Regions from separate parts of the Cyprinus carpio genome. Here region 1 is linked to region 2. A link is a contact called in public Hi-C data. All regions are on one chromosome and are shown on one strand. The core of a region is the stretch at or near the end of the contact, and the rest is flanking DNA. Distances in the headings are between cores, read along the strand shown. Region 1 overlaps LOC109084313 (chromodomain-helicase-DNA-binding protein 9-like). Region 2 holds the start of LOC109084313 (chromodomain-helicase-DNA-binding protein 9-like).

Region 1 (5,442 bases), core at 2,282-4,781, 55 kb before region 2:
GCCTTTACAGCTGACGTTAAGTCTCTCACCTCTGTTGTCTTTCAATCTTAGCAGCAATTTTGGGATTGAGTGTGTCGCTGATCGTGGGGGGGAGAGGGTAGAGGGCAGGGGTCATGGTCTGCTGTGTCTGGTGGATCTGAAGTATCTGTTTGCTCTTGGTGAAGCGCTGAGAAGCAGTGATCAGACGCCGCAGTCGGGCCGTCAGCACGGAGGGTGAGGGCCAGTACATCCCTGATCCAGCACCCAAAGTCCCACCACCACCATCTAACACAGACCCTCCTTCTGCACCAACATACAAACACACTGCTAAAGACCAACAATAACTTCATATCAACTCAAAAGGGTTTATTTACAATGAGAAACACTATAGTTTGTCAATACCTCCGCCTGTATCAGTGATGACCAGGTCTCCCGGGGAAGAAGCATCATCCTAGAGGTAAGAGCACATGTTAAGTCATAGTTCACCATTACAACACAAAAAACACAAACAATGCCCTTTACAGGTCTTAAATTTGAACTAAATTTGAATTTGAAACGTGCCATAAACACACAGCATACAAGGTATTTTCAAGGAACATTATATATATATATTTTTATATAAATTATTATTGAAAATTAAATGCAAATTCCTGTAGTTGATTTATAAATGATTATAACTTCTGTAAATACTGTACATACACACATGCACGCACACACACACACACACACACACACACACACACACACACACACCTAGTATTTTACATTATTCCAAGTATTCTGAATAGCAGAGAAAACACAGGCAGCTATTTAGTCACAAAATGTGTTAAACTAATAAACACCTCTGTTTTGTGTCTGTGTTTATTGAAAATTCATTCCTCTTTGTGTCGTTCCAATTGAACATAGTATGGGCTGTGGCCTATTCACTTAAAAATTCCAACTCATGAATTGAAAAGGCAACCAGTTCTAAAATTTGCCCATTCCGGAAGTCACTCTAATTGATATTCTTTGAGCTTGTGTGTGTAACAATCTTATCAGGCCCAATTCTCTCTTCTCCACTTGCATACCTCCATATCATCCTTCAGCAAAGCTGGAGCAGGCTTATACTCCGGGTCGTCCACATCTCTGCACACACAGATAACACACACACCCAAACAAACACAGTTACAAACACCTCAGAGAGTTACTGCAGGCGGAAACTGATTAAAGACTTCCTCTGTCTTTATGAATGGAGCACATGTTTGTGTCTCTTACCCATCCATAAAGTCATTTCCTCTTTGTTCAGCAGCGATGGCCTTGTCATCTGGCCGCCCAACCCTTTCTAAGAAACACAGTGCTGGATCTGCACGAATAGTGTTGTACTTCTCATAACCTACAACACATACAAACAACCATTAGATAAAAGTGTGTACCCACTCAGAAAGCCTTAAGCGCTACAGAGCTGATCAGACTCACCGTGCTTAAAGACTCCTAACAGCAGACATTTGTCTGAGAGCATGTCCCACCACAGAGCAGGCATCTCTGAATGATCCGGCTCGGGAACCCAGATCTCTATCTCACTGCGAGACAGCAAAACAAACATTTCAGCCATTGCTTGCAGTTACATGCTATACATCTTAGTCTTATTAGGTTATTTCAGGTTTAGATTTTGGAAAAGACCACAATTTAAGTCTGATATTGTCATTTGCTGAATTTGTTTTGGTGAACTATTCCTTTAAATACAGGAATTTAAATTATATATGTACGTTCTTGAAGTTTCCTCAGCAGTACAGCAGATGGCGCTTTAATGTTCCTCTTACTAAACAAACTGGCTTAAACTGACTAATACCGGAGTTCAATGAAGACCTATTTATAATCTTAATATGCAAAGGGATCTATGATACAGTGAAGTGAATGTCTTTATATTATTAGGTTTTGATCAGTTTTAAAGGCTTAAAATCAAATACATATTTCCAGCATGTAAAAAAATAATAATTTAAAATATTAAGAACTGACTGGTACTGGTACTGCTACTCCTACCACTATTAGTACAACACATTCAGAACACTCTCCTCAGATGTGTTGGTTTTCCCAGACTAGTGAAACTAATAAGGTGAGAGGGTGCATGGCAATGCTTACCTGGCATCTGCCCCATCCAGCACTTTTTGGCACTGCACTCCAATCACCTCTTGTTTCAAATAGTACAGCATTCTAACTCTCAGCAGCACCCTGCCAGACAGAAACAGAGAGATTGAGATCAAATTGTACTATATATATATATATATATATATATATATATATATATATATATATATATATATATATATATATAAATATATATATATATATATATATACATATATACTATTCTATTGTAAAGTTGTAATTATTGTTATATATATATATAACACTGGTAATAATAAGGATATGTAAGATCTTGAACACACACACAACTTTCTATTGTAAAGTTGTAATTGCATATTAGAATGTTTCTTGAACACTAAATCAGCATATTAGAATGATTTCTGAACAATCATATGACACTGGAGACTGGAGGCTGAAAATACAGCCATTGCAGATGTAAATTATATTTTAAAATATTCTGAAATATAACACTTGCATTTTAAATAGTAATGATATTTCACAACATTACTTTTATGTAGTTTTGATCAAATAAATGTAGCCTTAGTTAGCAAGAGACCTCTATCAAAAAAAAAAAAAAAAAAAAAAAAAAAATGAAATCTTATCGTCCCCAAACTTTTGAACAGGACTGTAAATGAGCTTATGTGTATGATCTGATGGAAAATGCACTGCCATATGGCTGGTGTTAATGAGTGCTAACACGTACAGCCTTTTCCAGCTTTTTCATTTTTTGAATGAAAGTTGCTTCAGAGAGCATGCATGAAAGTAAATGTAGGCAATGTTCAAATTTAAAAAACATTAATAAAATAAAAAAAAATCCTATATCGGTTTTTGAACATTTGTATAGGCCTATATAAATAAACACACTTTTTAAGGTAGACTGCAAAGCATGACTTTAAGAACTTTGCTTTCAAGCTTATTCACATCTGTCCATGTTATGATCTTCATGTGAAATGGCAGAGAATTTACAGTCTTTCATACTTAAACTCACACTTTCACCCTAACATTAGTGGCATTTCAGCCCTGAGAAAAAATGCAGACGCATTCAAAGCTGACAGCTGTGTCCCAGGTCATCACTTATGTGTGTGTGTGTGTTAAACAGGACAGCTTTCTAAACAATAGGGAACTTTCTCCAATGGCAGAGAGCCCTGGATGCAGCCAACCATACAGTAATAAACTCTATCAACACACACATCCTGGTCCAGAACAGTTCATTTATCAAAGCACAATCACACAGTCTTGTTTATAGCATGACATGATGCTGCTTTCTAATGCAAGAACTGTTAAGGGTTTGTGACAAACAAACAGACAAAGAGTGGGAACAGCTAGCCAGATTTGACTGTGAGTCTGACAACATTAGTGTCAAGAACTGAAGAGCATGACCTGAAAGCACCTCTCATCTTCCATTCTCTAAGAGAAAAACCCCTAAACAAGTGTGTGAGAGTGGGCCATACCACAAAAAGATCACAGGGCTAAGGTGGGAGATTCCCCCTTTATCATTGCATCACACACTTCCTCCAGAGTGACAGATATCTATCTCATGAGGCATCCACATGTAGCCGAGTGGCTGTGTAGTTGAAAGTGGGTGTTACTGCTGCTTTACGGCTTAATGTTATTAGTGAGCTGCACAACAGGCTGTACTTTTCAAAAATCAGATATAAATGAGATGTACTGAATGTAAACGTTACTAAATGTACTTGAATATAAACAGCAGCAGTGCATAATAACATGACCGACAATATGGATGCTTATAAATGTATGAATCAAACTCACTAAAAAGGTATTTTCTTGGTTCATCTATTTTTTTTTTTTTTTTACATAATTAAAAAAAATTGCTCACAGCAATATTAATACTGCCTTGCTAACACTTGACTACAGTATCTCACCAGAGACGTATCTGTGAGCTTTTGGGTCTTTATGTCTATCGGCAGATTTGCTATCATCGTGAACATCACTGCTCATTTGCCCAAGGCTACATTTTTTCTTAACTTTTTCAAAACCATGGACATGCCTACATTGCATTACCAACAGCTGCTAACAAAAACCGCAAACAAATGACTTCTGGTCACTTTGTCGTTACACAGTGCTGTATGTTTTAAGTTGACACCCATTAACACCAGCCATATGGCAGTGCATTTTACATCAGATCATGCACATACAGTTTGGGGTCAGCGCAACTTTTTTTTTTCCCTGCCATAAATTAATATTTTATTTGAAAAAAGTAACAATAAACATTCATTATGGGGGGGGGGGGGGTTTCAAATAAATACTGTTCTTTTGAACTGAATTCTGAGAATTGAGAATTCTGAAAAAATGTATGTTTTCAACACAGATAATAATAAGAAAGTTAATATCGTGAGCACCAGATCATCACATTAGAATGTTTTCTGTAGTCACACTGAAGACTGGACTAATCAGCTTTGCCATCACAGGAATAAATTACATTTTAGTATTAAAATAGAAAACTTTAGTTCCTTTAAATTGTAGTAATCTTTCACAATTTTACAGTTTTGAATGCATTTATGATCAAATAAATGCAACACTGGTAGACTTAACAGGCCTCTTTCAAAAACACCACTTTATCGACCCCAAATTTTTGGTGTATCTAACAGTAGCGTATATTGTGATGCAATACTCACTTGTTGCAGTGGTGTTTCAGGTGTTTCTTGTACCCATCATCAGACAACATGTGTTCTGGGTTGTGTTTTCGTATCCACTCTGCCTTCTGGATATCAAATGAGCTAGACTGAGTCTTCATCTTCTTTCCTTTTCTGCCTCGTGGCACTGGGGCCGACAAACCTGCACAAGTCACATTAAAAAATCAAAATAATGTTACATGCTTTCTAAACAAACATTAATCCTGACTAGATCAAAAGGCAAAAGATAACTGAAATTCAGTCCTCATACCTAAATGGTTCTGAAGTTCCTTGGTCCTGCCGTCCTCTGTGGGAGCGATCAGATCCCACATGAAGCTCTTGATTTTATCATCTCCACGGTAATGAACGAGGCAGTATGCCAGGAGCGCTCTGCATATACTCTCCACGTCACGCTCACTCAGCTGACGCTTAAAGCGCCCGTGAGCCAGGATGTCCTTCCAGCGGCCCCACCTACGACCACAGAAACAAATTCAATGGTCCATCATTTCATCATCAGTGTCAAGAACTCTGACTGAGGAGAGTCCCACTTCCTAAATTTGCATATTTGGGGCCAATTTTACTAACAGCTTGTGACAGCGCAAACCATCTTTTGGCGTTAAAAGAGTCCTGTCAGGTTTAATAAAAAGTCGCAGTGAAGAATTAGCGCTGAAAAGGCGTGGACAGTTATTTTTGCACCTGGCCTTAT
Region 2 (5,487 bases), core at 1,545-4,044:
ATAAATGAATTAATGTAAAGCTAGCTGAACAAGATTTTCTCTTGATCTAATGGAAAAGTACTTTAATTATCTTCTCTCTCATCACGACTCATGATGCTCATGATTTTTTAAGCAGAGGAAAATGTATGTGGGCTCAAATGATCCTGTCCCTGCTGGATCTTCCACTGACTCATCACGGAGCGACAGGGGGAAGTCGTGGAGGGGGAAGTTGTGGCCTAGTGGTTAGAGAGTTTGACTCCTAACCCTAAGGTTGTGGGTTCGAGTCTGAGGTGCCCTTGAGCAAGCCACTAAACCCCTAACTGCTCCCCAGGCGCCGCAGCATAAATGGCTGCCCACTGCTTCCCACTGCTGCCAGACTTTACATACACACACACCGTGAACACCGTTGTGTGTTCACTGCTGTGTGTGTGCACTTTGGATGGGTTAAATGCAGAGCACGAATTCTGAGTATGGGTCACCATACTTGGCTGTATGTCACGTCACTATCACTATCACTATCACATTTTGCTTCCTAATGTAAGTTCAACAGCACTTCAGATAGAGATCGGTGTTTATTGTTTTCGGAGTTGAAGTGCATCTCTTAATTCCAACACTTCCTGCTCACAGCAGTTGATTCTGGTTTACTGCACATCACGCCTTGCCCTAAATGACAAAAAAAAAAAAAAAAAAACACTCCATATACATATAATTCAGTGTTGAATGTTTCCTTTTATGTGAGCAGTGCACTTATAGACACTTTTATCCAAAGTGACTTAGGGGTCATTCACACAGGATGCTTTCTTGTGTCCATCTGTTTTTGAATAGTTTTTTATGTAAACAGCAATACACAGACGTCACAGGCACTGCATTTGGCTTGCCGTGTCAAGTCAAAAGTAGAAACATTAAAAAAAAGTTGTTGTGCACGGTCTGTGTGAACAGCCCAATTCAATGCACTCAAGGCATCTGCACATTTTGAAAGCTAAATGCAAGCAACACTCTCTGGGGTCCCAGCATCTTCCCTGGCCAGACTTTACATGCTCAACCTGTAGTTTGAATCTATGGGCAGAACTGATATACACACAGTCTTATGTCATACATACCTGCACACAATCTATCACATACAGATCTGTATACAGAGCTGCTAACAATGAATATTTGCAGATTATAAACTAGTGGTCCAGTGAAACATAGATGCCGTGTGTTTCTGAAGAAAACCTGTTGGGTTCCCCAGGAAAGCAGAGCACATGATCGCTGCAGTCTACGTAACTAAGGTGAGTTGCGTATAGATAAGTAGGTTTGCCATGTGCCATGCTTCACATCTAACTGACCTCTGAAGTTCCCACAAACAATACAGTACAATGCTACTAGCAGGTTTTCTGTAAATGTACATGAAAATGGTCATATTCAACACAAATACATATGGGGTTATTCCACAGCTAGGAGGGTTTTTTTTTTTCTTTCACCTGGGTTTATTTTGAAAAAAAAAAAATCCTATGATTTATTTTGTTGTATCATTTTAAAGGATGTATTATTAGGTTTTAAACAAAATAATATTCTATAATAAAGTGTTCCCCCATTTTGGACCTGTTGCCTATCAAGACCCTTCAACCTCTCTTTAAAAAAATAAATAAAATTTTCACGTTTTCATTAAGATGCATGTTATTTAAGTGTATTTTTTCATAAGAGAGAAAAAAAAAATGGTGTTATTACCATCAGGCTGAAAGCAACTGGGTTTTTTAAAATGTACAATTTTTCCATCCTGATCTGAGAGTCAATGGCATGTCATTATTTGAAATTTTTACTTTACAAGCTCTCAAAGTAGTTAAAGCGTCTAACTGAAGAATCCCTCATATGACATGATACCATGGTAATACCACAGTACTTTGTGCGTGGGTCAGAAACCTCAGCATGTTTATGACTTAACATTACTTAACCCCATCTTCCAGTGATCACGAGTGTAATCCTACCAGTCTTTACAGCGCACCTGTCTAAAACTACACTCCAGTAACTTACAGATGAAATACCCTTCATCTGCATCTTCCAGAACATCACCTGGCTCGCGCTCTTCAGCCTTGCAAGCACAGCACTTCCAACTTTAAACGCGTGTCCTCTTCATGTTTGGTCACGAGAGCGAAGGAACACGATAATCCTTGAAATACAAACTGTTATTTTCCTGTACCGCTCGTCCTGAGACGGTAATCTGGTCTACTTTCCGAGGTGCGCTCGGTCGCTGTTAGTTCAGAACCACCGTTTGCTGGAAAAACAGTGCTGTCCATGTCGTGCCTTTCACGTGGAGCTCATATCGTGACAGTCTACCTGAGCTCAGGTGCTACGAGTGTTTGTTTCATCCCGACTGGGATTCCCTTCAGTCTCTCTCTCTCTCTCTCTCTCTGTCTCTCTCTCATCAGGACTGACAGCCACCCGAGTTTCAGCACTGTCGCACTCTGTAACCATCTACATTATCATTAGCCTAGGAGAGGAAACAAATAAACGAACTTACCCAAACGAAGCCAAATCCCGCGGTGACAGCGCGATCATTTACGGAGAGCTAAAATAGCGAAGTTTTTGGCGTAGTTGATATCGCGGCTGGGCGACCTCAGCGGTTCCAGCGCTGCTGACGTAGGATGATGATAAACGCACGTTTGCATATGTGTTACGTCCTCTGTGATTGGTCGAAGTTGAATTCGTGTGTTTGGACTAACTGGGACGCCCGTTTTGGGTCCTCAAGTTGAGTTTTAGCAAAGATCCATATCACGTCCTTGAAATGTTACTCGTAATCTGTAACATGAGCGTACTGAACGCAGAACGTGAAGTTAGAGCGTTCAACAAACAAGATGGCCGTGCCGGGGCGTCAGCCAATCAGCGAGGGCTTTACATGGACGGTGAATCCGCCTGTGACAGTGGAGGCAGTGGGAGGAGAGAAGTGGGGGAAGTTGCTGTCGATGCCGCTGATATTTGAGCACCTCTGGTGGATCTTTTGGGAACTGCTTCTTGTAAACACTGACATGACAAATCCAGCAGAAACTGGAGAATGTCAAATAGAAAATGCGTATAAATCAAGAACCAAAATGACTTGTTTTATCCAGCACCAATTTATAATCAGAGTACAATATTAGAAACGCTGAGTGTGTGTGTGTGTTAGGACACAATAAAAGTGACCCTGGAACACAAAACCAATCATATGGGTCTCTCTATATATATATATATATATATATATATATATATATATATATATAAATGAGATTTATCAAAGCAGAATAAATAAGATTTTCATTGATGTATGGTTTGTTATGATAGGACAATATTTGGCCAATATAAATCGATTCTGAAAATCTGGCATCTGAAAATATTGACCAAATGAAGTCCCTAGGCAACGCATATTACTAATCAAATAATTAAGTTCTGACAGGTAGGAAATTTACAAAATATCTTCATGGAACATGACCTTCACTTAATATCCTAATGATTTTTGGCATAAAGGAAAAATTGATAATTTTGACCCATACAATGTATTGTTGGCTATTGCTACAAATACACCCCAGTGACTTTAGACTGGTTGTGTGGTCCAGGGACACACATTTTTTATTTATATATATATATATATATATATATATATATATATATATATATATATATATATTTTAATTATACATATTATACATATACACACACACATATATACACACACACACACACACACTCATAAATACACACAAACATTTTATTGCAAAAATCTATCGACTAAATACAAAAATCAGACCACTTTCATTGTTTATCCATTTATTTGCTTATAACACTTAAAAAAAAAAAAAAATACATTACTTACACAGCTGAGCTCATGTCAGTATTCTTACTGAAACCGTCCAAAATAAACTTAAAAACAAAAAAAGCATTGTAAAACAGCAAAATATCTAAAATTTAAACCATCGTAAATTTCTAGATAAATAAATGAGAGCTACTGTATGGACTCTATAGAGGCCATTCACTTCATTGATCTGCTCCACTATTTACACTTCAAACCCATTTAGATCAAACCGTTAGGACACAATAAAAGTGAATAACATTACTGAACAATGAGGATTAACTTAGTGTCATAATGAATAGTACTTGTCTTGCTCTGTATTTTACATTAAAACTATTTCATACACAGGATATTACACACAAAAAACGACCTCAACCCAAACACGTCAAGAAGCAAAATCAAAGCGTTCTGTCCCAGTCTGCAAATGTATGTTTGAAATTAAAACTTACTAACCGAGTTTGTAGGGAAAGGAAAATAATGGGAAAAACTTATTAAATCCATCAAATTATTAGTTGGAAAACCAAGTTTATCAATTAGAAGAGCATGGCCTACACAAATAAGTGAGGTGGTTTGTTGTGCCTGATTAACATGTGCGAGTAACAGTACTGACTACAACCATCTCTGTGCCGTCTGTGCGTTCAAGCCTCAGCACTGAAATGAACCAGTGGGGTCTTAAAATCTAAACTGGGAACCTGTCTATAATTCTTAAGCCGTTGTAGCAGTTTAAAATGGTTTTCTTTTAAAGCTGAGCGAGGGTTTTGCCAATGAAGATGAAATTCATAGAACTGCATCAGAATTCTATACATGTGGTTTGACGCAGCCACAGTAGCGTAGTGCCCCTCCTGGTGGACAGACTGAAGTGCTGAATGTTCACGTCTGAAGGGGGTTGTCTTCTTTGCTGAAGGGCTGAGTGGAACCAGGTTTCACCCAAGACAGCCCAGACACCGGCAGTCCTTTGTTATAATCCTCTGGCCGCCGCTACAACAAGAGAAGACCATTGGTCACAAGCACCAAGGGTGTAATTACATTTTCACAACAATTCACATTTTAACCAACCCACAAGTATGTAGAGTAGAAAAAGACAACAGGAAATAGAAAAGGAAACCGTGTTCCCCACACACACACACACACACAAGCTCATGCTTTAAAACAAGACATGCATCAGATACCAGGAAGAAGCCAGTTTTTACTTGGTTGCGGGGAGCAGTCAGGGGAGCGTCACACACTCACTTTATGTGCAAACATCTTCTCTTTTGCCTCTTCATGCACCGCTGGATTCCACGGAGAGAAGCTGCAGAGAGAACACACAAACATCAGATGCGGAAAAACAAATGAGCCGAAGTCCAGTCTGATGACTCAACACTGAACTTTTAACCACACTGAACTAAATCTCCTGGTTTCATTTTCACAAATGAATCCAAGTTTCAAATAGTTAGGCTATATTTACACTAAGGTTTATTGCACAAATCCAGTCTTTTGACTGATTTTTGTCTTGCCTGTATTCAATATCGGTTTTTACATTTATTCTGACCAAACTAGAATGATTCCACTAGGACTGTGCGATATGGACAAAAAAAAAAAAAAAAAAAAAAAAAAAAAAACCTATAACGATTTTTTGATCAATTTTGCGATTTCGATTTTAATCACGATTTTGACACACACAGACATGCTTTACAGTCATAAATGCATTCAGTATAAATTTGAAA

The links. A called contact is a pair of places that touch in the nucleus more often than the background predicts.
Region 1: a Hi-C map of liver shows a contact between it and region 2, with 6 times the contacts expected there. The contact joins the enhancer-like site here to the promoter of LOC109084313 in region 2. A contact is called at or near these places in 5 of 8 Hi-C or Micro-C datasets (liver, red blood cells and skeletal muscle).

Annotation. Positions count from the first base shown.
Region 1 is chrB7:21,172,345-21,177,786 of ASM1834038v1, reverse strand. It overlaps LOC109084313 (chromodomain-helicase-DNA-binding protein 9-like), which reads right to left. Exons shown (of 39, transcript XM_042727879.1): 22 at 5,008-5,207; 23 at 4,740-4,899; 24 at 2,098-2,187; 25 at 1,435-1,538; 26 at 1,234-1,351; 27 at 1,047-1,104; 28 at 382-430; 29 at 30-282. Among protein-coding and RNA genes, the nearest start is that of LOC109084357, 15 kb to the left of the region's middle. Within about 2 kb of position 3,531, at least 1 of the 8 cell types and tissues checked has an H3K27ac peak or open chromatin away from gene starts, as enhancers often do.
Region 2 is chrB7:21,116,876-21,122,362 of ASM1834038v1, reverse strand. It overlaps LOC109084313 (chromodomain-helicase-DNA-binding protein 9-like), which reads right to left and starts at 2,794. Exons shown (of 39, transcript XM_042727879.1): 1 at 2,480-2,794. It overlaps aktip (AKT-interacting protein), which reads right to left. Exons shown (of 10, transcript XM_019107011.2): 9 at 5,012-5,072; 10 at 3,683-4,759. The coding sequence ends at 4,652.